Linked DNA regions of Oryctolagus cuniculus: region 2 is linked to region 1. Evidence: chromatin contacts called from public Hi-C data. All regions are on one chromosome and are shown on one strand. The core of a region is the stretch at or near the end of the contact, and the rest is flanking DNA. Distances in the headings are between cores, read along the strand shown. Region 1 holds the start of SERINC3 (serine incorporator 3). Region 2 overlaps TTPAL (alpha tocopherol transfer protein like).

Region 1 (4,647 bases), core at 307-2,806:
TGGTACACCACGGTGCTAACGTCAAATTCTCAACTTTTACATAAATTTATTTAAAAATTTATTTTACTACTTAAATGAAAAAATAGCATTGTTTGGTAGAATCACTGCAAACATACACATGCCTCCAAACAAAACAAGGCTGCCAAACTGTAGATGCCATTGCCTGTTGGAAAGTTTCAAAAAATGAAGCCTTCACTCTGTTAAAAAGAGAAGCAGGGGGGCCAGTGCTGTGGCACGGTGGGTTAACACCCTGGCCTGAAGCACTGGTATCCCATATGGGCACTGGTTCAAGACCTGGCTGTTCCACTTCCGATCCAGCTCTCTGCTATAGCCTGGGAAAGCAGTAGAAGATGGCCCAAATCCTTGGGTCCCTGTACCCATGTGGGAGACCCGGAAGAAGCTCCTGGCTCCTGGCTTCAGATTGGCCCAGCTCCAGCTGCTGTGGCCAATTGGATGGAAGACCTCTCTCTCTGCCTCTCCTCTCTCTGTGTAACTCTTTCGAATAAAAAAATAAATCTTAAAAAAAAAAAAGGGGGGGGAAGCAGGGAGGGCATTTGGTGCAGTGGTTAAGCTGCTACCTGGGACTCCCGCATCCCTTATTGGAGGGCCTGTGTTTGCGTCCTGACTTTGTTCCTGGTTCCAGCCTCCTGCTAACCTGCACCCTGGGAGGCATCAGGAGGTGGCTCAAGTAGTTGGGTTCCTGCCACCCATGTGGGAGAGCCAGACTGAGTTCCAGGCTCCTGGCTTCCCTGGCTGTTGCCAGCCTTTGGGAAGTGAACCTCAGATGAGAGAGATGTCTTTCTCTTTGTCTTTCGATAATTTATTTTTAGAATCTTTTTTTAAAAAAATATTTGAAAGGCAGAATTACAGAGGGAGAGGGACACACACACACACACATCTTCTACCCACTGCGTCACTCCCCAAATGGTTGCAACCCAGGTGGAAACCAGGAGCCTGGGACTCAGTCTGGGTCTCCCACGTGGGTGCCAATGGCCCAAGTACCAGCTGTCAGAAGTCCTCATGCCGGCCTCAGAGGACTGGCCTGCTGGTTTGAAACAGGACGCCGCCACGCTACCTTTCAGTGTTACTTAAAGTCCTTTCAGTTAGCCCAAATGGAGTACATCCCACATTTTAGGAAAAACAATGCCCATCTTTCCTTGGTTAGAGGACTCATCCGTCAGTTCTCAAATTATATGTGAATTATTTAGAGATTCTGCCAAGACTACTCCCCAGCTAAATCACTTTCCTCTTACACGATAGGCAATAACTATTCTCTTATTGAGAGGGTATTACCCCCATAATACTTCCTCACAGTACTTATCACGCTACAGGATGGTGCATTTATATCTCCTCTTAAGCAGATCACAAATTCTGTGAGGGCAGATCTGAGCCTCCGCGTACCCTCTAGGTCTCTACAAATAATGAGCTGCCAGTGAACACAAAACAGATAAGGAATCCAGCCTTCCCAGCTCCGGCAGCCCGAGGCTGGCTTAGCCCCGCCCACGCCCTCCTCCACCAATGACAGGTGCCCTCTCGGCCGCCACGGAAGGGGTGGTGGGCGGGGCCGCGCGATGACGTACGCCCCACGTCCAGGGAGGGGTGGGCCGTATTTCCGGCCCGGGGAACGGTCGCGTTTCTGGGGCGACGCCTCAGCTGGCAGTTACCACCGCGCAGGGAGCCTCCGGACAGGTCACCTCCAACAGCAGCGTCACCATGGGGGCTGTGCTGGGCATCTGCTCCCTCGCCAGCTGGGTGAGTTCGGAGTGGTGTCCTGGCCGGGCCCGCGGTGTCAGGACAAGGGCGATGGAGACCCCAAACCTAGACCCTAGCGATCCTCGGCCCCACAGGCCCCGGGGGATGGGAGACTGAGGCGGGCCCTGCTGTGACCGTCTCGGGAGGCGTGGGCCCCGGGCCGCGACGCCCAGGGGCCGGGATCAGGCGGCTCTCCTTCCGGGTTCGGGGAGAAACGTAGGAAGCCAGGCTGCCATTGTTTACAGTTCCGATTGCCCCGCCCCCGCGAACCTTCCAGACTCTGGGTTCCTCTGGAGCCGGGGTGGGTCGGAGGAATGACAGCTCCTGGGGCGGGGTCTGCTGCGTTCATCTCCTAGCACCCCTTCAGATGGCGTCATTTAGTTCTGGTTGGCTTGACTCCCGTCTGCCCCCATAGCTCGGGCTGTGTGGCTGAGGAGCCGTTTTGATGCGAGGGAAAGGTCCTGTGGATTATTATTCGGAGCTGGGAAGCCATGGGCTGTACATTTGGGGCCCTCTGTGTGAGAAATGACCCAGTGGTGCATTTCCACAAAAGACTTAGGTTAGCCTTAGTGTAAGGCCGTGATACCAGGCCTCGGTAGCCCCTCGGATAGAGTCGCAAAGATGCCAAAATAAGTCAACTGCTGAGTTTGCTTTTAGCGGCACCACTTGTTATCTTTTTTTTTTTTTTAAGATTTATTTATTTATTTGAAAGTCTAGAGTTACAGAGAGAGGCAGAGAGAGCGCCAGCGGGAGAGTGCTCTTCCATCCACTGGTTCACTCCCCAAATGGTCCCAATGGCCAGGCCGAGCCAGGCGGAAGCCAGGAGCCTGGAACTCCACCCAGCTCTCCTATGTGGTGCAGGGGCCCAAGGACTTGGGCCATCTTCCGCTGCTTTCCCAGGCCATAGCAGGAAGCTGGATCGGAAGTGGAGCAGCCAAGACTGACCCTCTGTCCATGTGGGGTGCTGGTGCCTGCCCCGCCACTTGTTATCTTTGTAACCTTCAGTAATTCGGTAATCTGCGGCCACTGGGTGCTTGTTACAGAGTGCTCTGGTGTCTCAGTTCCTGGAAGTGTGCCGGCCTTGCTGTTAGCAGAGTGTAGGTCCTCTTTTCTCTCCTGTCTGCCCAGCAGCTGGTCTGGGCACCCACTCCTCTCTTACTGAAGAATTGAGCTTAAAATTACAGGTCTTAACCTCCTTTCCCCCCAAGGCTAAAACTGTGTGCTCCAGGTACAGATAAGGAACCAAAACTATGAAACCCTTGCCTCACCCGGCCTTAACCTCCTCCCCCCTCCCCTCCTGCACCCGCTTGTGCAGATAAGGTGATTGATAGCTACCCGAGACCCTGCAGTTCGGCACGTGCACCCCAGCAGCTGGGACCCTAGGCTTCGGCCAATCAATTCAAAAGGCATCAACCCCAGAGCCATCCAACCACCTTTAGTAGGTCTGTTCCCGCCACTGGATGCACTAATCAATTCTAAGAGATGTCCTTTGACTTTCCCGCGGGATGAGATGATTTGCAGAGTGTAAGTCCTCTGTTCTCTCCTGTCTGCCCAGCAGCTGGTCTGGGCACCCACTCCTCTCTTGCCCCATCCCACCTAGGTGCTGTCGGGGTCTAGCTTGGACCTACTATGATGCTCTGTCATTGGAGAACTGGGATAAAAAGAGCTGAAATTATTATTATTTTTTTAAAGATTTAGTTATTTATTTTGAAAGTCAGAGTTACAGAGAGAGGGGGAGAAACAGAGGTCTTCCATTCGCTGGTTCACTTCCCAGATGGCCACAAGGGCCAGCCCTGGGCCAGGCCAACGCCAGGAACTTCCTGTGGGTCTCCCAGGTGGGTGGCAGGGGCGCTTGGGCCATCTGTGCTTTCCCAGGCCACAGCAGGGAACTGGATCTGGAGTGGAGCAGCTGGGAACCACAACATGTGGGATACCCGCATGGCAGGCGGTGACAACCCCTACATCACCTGCCCCCAAAGAGCTGAGTTTCCGAGGTGGTGCCTGCTTTCAGTGTCTGACCAGGAATCAGAAAAAGCCTCTCTCTGCCTGCTTTGTGTTTGCTGAGTCCTTTGTGGTAGGTGGTCCTGGGTGGGCTTACTTCCCGCATTTATCCCTGAAGGTAAATACCCCAGCATGCCTCCTCTCCAGAGCTCTTGTGAGTATAGAGTGAGTAAATGAATTAAATCACTGTATTAACTGGCAAGGAAAATGTAGGCTCTGTGAAAGGGAGTATGTGGATCTTCTTCCTATACCTGCCTCAGAGAAGTATGATTCCTTGAAGTCTTGTTTCCTGATTTCCCAACTTTTGTGATTAACCAGGAATTCAGCCTCAGCTCATTCCACTACTGTTTCTTAGAGACAGAGTGCATTTCCCACCCTTTAAAATTGTTAATCTTCAATTGTCATTTAGGAGAGCTAGTCTGATTTTTTTGGCCTTGACCTAAGGTAGGAAACACATTTTTTTTAATGAGAGAATGCACCTGGCAGGTCAGGTGGGCAGTTCAGCAGAAAGCTGAGAGCTGAGCGCACAGACTGTATTCACACTAGGGTTTATAGGGGAAATGGGTCTAGTTCTTCCCATTGATTCTGGATCGGGAGTGGAGCAGCTGGGACTCGAACCAGTGCCCATGTGGGATGCCGGCACTGCAGGCGGAGGCTTTACCCGCTACACCATAGCATTGGCACCTACTGTATGGTCTTACAGGTTTTGGAAGACTTTGGCTTTTACTATTTAAGTAATATGAGAATCCACTGCAGAGTTTGAAAGAGGAGTGCTAGTGCTAGTGCATTTTTTATTCAATTTCTGTTTATTTATTTGAGAGTTAGAGCTCCCATCCACGGGTTCACTCCCCAGAAGACCACAGCACCACCTCCTCATAAGTTTTGGAGGGACAC
Region 2 (4,960 bases), core at 586-3,085, 33 kb after region 1:
GGTCTCCCATGGGGTGCAGGGCCCAAGCACTTGGGCCATCCTCCACTGCACTCCCTGGCCACAGCAGAGAGCTGGCCTGGAAGAGAGGCAACCGGGACAGAATCCGGTGCCTCGACCGGGACTAGAACCCGGTGTGCCGGCGCCGCAAGGCGGAGGATTAGCCTAGAGAGACGCGGCGCCGGCCTAAATCTTTTTTTTTTTTTAAAGAAATGAATATATATCAATGGAATTAACTACAGCCTTTTCAACAGCCTTTAATGTGGAAATGTTTATGGTGAAGCTCCCAGGAAAGGGGCTAGGAAACACTGACCCAAACTCTCCCCTGACACTTGAATCTACATGGTGTTCAGCATCAGAAGACTGAGAGCTAAGGAAAGCCAGAACTCAAGTTTATGGACAAGTCCAAACGGGCACTGATTCATTTCGACAGTAAACCTGGTGCCCAGCAGGGGTGCAGACACACCTGTGGAACTCAGTGAGAACCGCCGTACCCTTGGTGCCCCGCGTTCACAAGGGCGGTCAGAACAAATAGGGAATCAAAAACTATGACAGCTGTCACACTGGGGCCGGGCTCCATCTTCTCTAGGCCTCAGGTTCTCCGTCCATCCCACAGGAAAACGTTCTCGCCTTGCATCTCTCAGAGGATTCTCTGAAGGACTGAATGGGTACAGTGACTGTAAAAGCGCTCTGCAAACCCCTAAATGGTACAGCCATGTAAGAAGCTTCCTGGTTCCCGGGGACCTGGGTCCTGAAACACAGACCAGGAGGTGTGAAGCATTCCAACAGTGCTCAGGTCCCCAGGGCCTTGCAGGCAGGCGGGCAGGCGGCACCTTGGGCAGAAGCACCACTTCTGATTGTTAGACCTCCTCCTCTGCCTTCCAGGCAAAAAACAAACGCACAAAAAAAAAAAAAAAAAAAAAAAAAAAAAAAAAAAACAGGGAAGGCATCTCCCTGGCTTTTGGAAATGACTGGAGACCCTGATGAGAATGGCTATAAAACAGAACATGGAGATACCTTCCCCTAACACTTTGTCTTACTCTGCTTGCACACGTGGGAGGCGGGATTTGTGTCATTTTCATGAGACCTGGGGTAAACGGACAGGGCCCGGGGAAGCCAAACCAACCACAGAAGAGGCACGCAGCAAACAGGGGCCATACCTGGAGGATGCCAATCACCTTTTTGGCTATAAAAGGGCCAAAATGAGATGCTTTCGATAAGCTCACTCCTTTGTAGTCTGCAAGAATCACAATTCCATTCACCTGGGTTTCTTCAGACTGAATGAGCTTCTCTAAGGTCAAGTATATGGCGCGGATGTTCTCAGTAATCGGATAGTTGCTGGGGATCCATCTGTCTGGGGTGACGAGAGAGGGACGGCACGTCACAGAAATGCACAAGGCGGTGATCAAAGCTTTACCTCCTGAGACCACTGTTTCCAAGTGAAGGGGAGATTCCTCCTATTTCGGTTACACATGGGGACCATAAGCTGTGGCTACTGTTCTGAACTCCAGGAGCAGCAGCACGCTCTGCAATGGAAATGCAGTTCAGGGAATGAGGTTCAAAGCATGAGCTGTGAATCCAGACACACCAGCGGGATGGAACGTTCTAGATGTGTGACCTTGGCCAAGTCACTTCCTCACTGTGGGCACCACCTCCCTCTGAGCAGAGCAGGAGGTAACACTTACCTGCAGGGACAACTGCACACTTGTCCATCAGGAAGTCCCCCTTCTACTTAGGACATCACCCTCGTTCTCCCTGGGGAGCCACTTCTCCCCATTCTAGCCAGCAAGTTTGACAAGAATGGACTTGACTCCTGACTCCCGGGGGGGGGGGGGGGGGGTGAGTACAGGGAACTGAACCAATTTGGCATCACATCCTCTTGTGACTCTAAGCCAGGTCACGCAGAGCCAAGGCGGCTCAATTCCGGGGCCTTGGCCCTTTGGAAATAGAACATCTCTTCTCTCTTACAGTGGCAAGACTGTCGGCTTGAGACTCAAGGGCCCCGTGATGCCAGGGCTGGCCTGAGAGTGAAGCCCAGGCTGGGGACAGCAGAGGCAGGGACAGCTCTCCGGTGCCCCTGAATCCACCTGTGCCCAAGCTCCAGTGCTGTGGGCAAACGAGCTCTCTTTTTGGTTCCAGTCCATTGAGCTGGCTTTCTGTCGCTTGCGACACAGCTGAGTCACAGCTCCCGCACCTCCCGCAGGAGGCGTCACAAGGATGGAGCCTAACGCTCTGGAGGCTTTGCACCAAGTGTCCCTTTCCGGGGGGGTGCTCCCATTTCCTAAAGGAGCCTTGTTTTCTCTTTGGGAAAAAGATGAAACTGGCAACTTTTGGGTGTTGACTGCTAGTCTCAAGAAAATCCCACCAAGACCTGTGCATCCCTGCCTTAGTAAAAACAAGACTTCCAGTTTGGCCCTGACGGGACTGAGTAATATGTGCGAAACTCCCATGAAGACTCTGTCCCAGGCAGCCCTGGTTTGCCGCTTGCTGCTGCTGCTGATCGCCCTCTGCCTCAACGTGCTGGATGCCGCCCCTTCCCACCACACGGCTCTAAGAGCCTACAGAAAGGCAAAGCCGACACCCAGGTGGGAGCAAAACCTGTGGATGCCTCCTCCTTAAAAGCTGTGTCAGTGGGGCCGGCCCCGTGGCGTAATAGGCTAAGCCTCAGCCTGCAGTGCCAGTGTCCTATATGGAGCTGGTTCGAGTCCCAGCTGCTCCTATTCCAATCCAGCTCTCTGCTATGGCCTAGGAAAGCAGTGGAAGACGACCCAAGTACTTGAGCCCCAGCACCCCCATGGGAGACCTGGAAGAAGCTCCTGGCTTTGGACTGGCCCAGCTCTGGCTGTTGTGGCCATTTGGGGAGTGAACCAGCAGATGGAAGACCTCCTTTCTTTAACTCTACCTCTCAACGAAATAAATAAAACCTTTAAAAAAGAAAATGTTTGTCAGTGAGGAGAATCCAGATATGCTCCAGACAACTGGGAGGAAAACGTGGCCTCACAAGCAAAGTGGTGCAACCGGTGTGGAAGCAACTGACTGTTTTGCAATACTCTAATGAGCTGAGTACAGAGGAACAACAGAAAACCCCGCCTGCTGGCTGGCTTCTAGGTCCCTGGTTCTCCTGAGACGTGCATGGCAATGCTTGTTTTAGACTAAACACCTTTGAACGTGGGAGAGCGCCTGGGCGGGTCAAGTCATTGGAGGGGCCTGGTATGTGGTCAGGGCTGGAGAGACTGGTTCCGTCTCCTCAGAGGGTCTGGTGGGCGACTCACGGGAACAGCGATGCGTGGCTGCAAGGCCGAGAGAGGCACCCGCAGGGGTCTGCCCTCTTTTGAGCCATTTGCATGCAGAGCAGGGGAGGGCCGCCAGCACGTCCTTGGTGTCTGGCTCGCGGACGAACACTGCCGTCTTACTTCCAGATTTTTCCTCAGCTCCATCCGATGGAAAATGCTGAGGCTGTGGGCAGAGCGGGGAACACGCCTAGGCTGATGCTGCCCTCGGTGTGCTCAAGGGCACGGGATGAGGGGTCTGCAGTCTCAGTTCCACCATCCCCCGGGCCCCGTGTCCCATTTCTGAATGCTCCCTGTGGGGAGCTGGTGGGCAGCTGCTCCCAGCTAGAGGCTACAGGCCAAAGAAAGGGGTCCTGGTCACTAGTGCTAGGACCCAAAACTGAATCTAAAGTGAGTCCTTTCGGTGGTCTAAGCAAAGGAGAGGGTAGAGGAGGCAAGGCATAGGCGCCCAGCCTGCAGCCCACTCACACAGGAGGGCAAGAGGGTCCTGGCCCCCAGACTTGGGTCCTGTCCTCAGCCGCTCTCCTCTACAAATCCAGGATTTGCATGGAGGGAACTCCTTGGGTGGCCGGCGGAACCTGAGGGCCGAGGGTGCCAGAACTCCCTACTGCACAGAGGTGTAAAAGCCAGGGGCAGGCATGCGGCGCAGTGGCGAAGACCCCACATCGATACCTCTCCACTGCAGTGCCTCGGTTCAAGTCCCGGCTCCACTTCCAATTCAGCTTCCTAACACTAACACTAACACTAACACACTCACACTAACACACTCACACTAATGTATACCCTGGGCGGCAGCGGGTCACGGTGCAAATAGTGAGGTGCCTGCCACCCATGTGAGAGACTCAGATGGAATCCTGACTCCTGGTTGCAGCCTGGCCTAGTCTTGGCTGTTGCCAGCATTTGGGGAGTGAACCAGCAGATGAAAGGTATCTCTGTATCTCTCTCCACTTGTCTGCTTTTCAAATAAAATGAAAGTAAATTTTTAAAAATTTAAAAAGAAAAAAAGCGTGAAGAAGATAGGCAGAGGAGCAGAGATGTGTGGCAGGGGCAGACGCCAAGGCAGAGACGGGGAAGAGCCGTCTCAGCTCCTGGGGCACTCCGGCGCTGGGTCCTAAGGCCTGGGAAGGGCTGCCATGTTCCCAGCAAGTTCTGGGAGGCACGTCCAGGTCCTTACACTAAGTCCTTGAGCAGGTTTCGTCACCCTCAATCAAGAGCCTTGATAAAACAAGGAAGGGTAAAAAAAGGGAACAGGAAAAGTGGACACGGTGCCGGACAGGCACAACCCAGAGCAGCTCTACCCCCACGGCCCCCCTGCCCCAAGAGCTCGGGAAGATACCTGGGCGGATTAAGACGATGTGGCAGCCACGGGGGTCGGTGTGGGGCAGCACAGTGAGGAAGCCGGAAGCCAGGACATCCTTCAAGGCCGACGGCCTCAGGTTACTGAAGACTTCCGGCCAGCTTCTGCGGCAGCTGTGGTAGCTGACCAGGAGCTGCAGGGCCCGGTCATAATCGAACTTGCGGGCTCGGAGGAAGCGCAGCAGGAAGGCGTCGTCCAGAGAGGTGCTCAGGGTCGGGTGCTCCTTGCGCACCATGTCCCGAAGGGCCTGCACGTCCCGCAGCCTCCACTCCGGCTTCTCCTGCAGCTCTTCCCGGGCTTTGGCGACCAGCTCTTC

The links. Hi-C and Micro-C count contacts between places; a contact is called where the count stands out from the background.
Region 2: a contact with region 1 is called in a Hi-C map of an unstated tissue, with 1.9 times the contacts expected there. The contact joins the enhancer-like site here to the promoter of SERINC3 in region 1. A contact is called at or near these places in 4 of 6 Hi-C or Micro-C datasets (ear pinna, psoas muscle, skin fibroblasts and 1 more).

What each region holds. Positions count from the first base shown.
Region 1 is chr11:14,607,473-14,612,119 of mOryCun1.1, forward strand. It overlaps SERINC3 (serine incorporator 3), which reads left to right and starts at 1,557. Exons shown (of 10, transcript XM_002721072.5): 1 at 1,557-1,752. The coding sequence starts at 1,714.
Region 2 is chr11:14,640,091-14,645,050 of mOryCun1.1, forward strand. TTPAL (alpha tocopherol transfer protein like) reads right to left here. Exons shown (of 5, transcript XM_051845016.2): 2 at 4,624-4,960; 3 at 1,158-1,351. Among named protein-coding and RNA genes, the nearest start is that of TTPAL, 19 kb to the right of the region's middle. Within about 2 kb of position 1,836, at least 2 of the 8 cell types and tissues checked have an H3K27ac peak or open chromatin away from gene starts, as enhancers often do. A contact at or near this core is called in ear pinna, where this site is marked.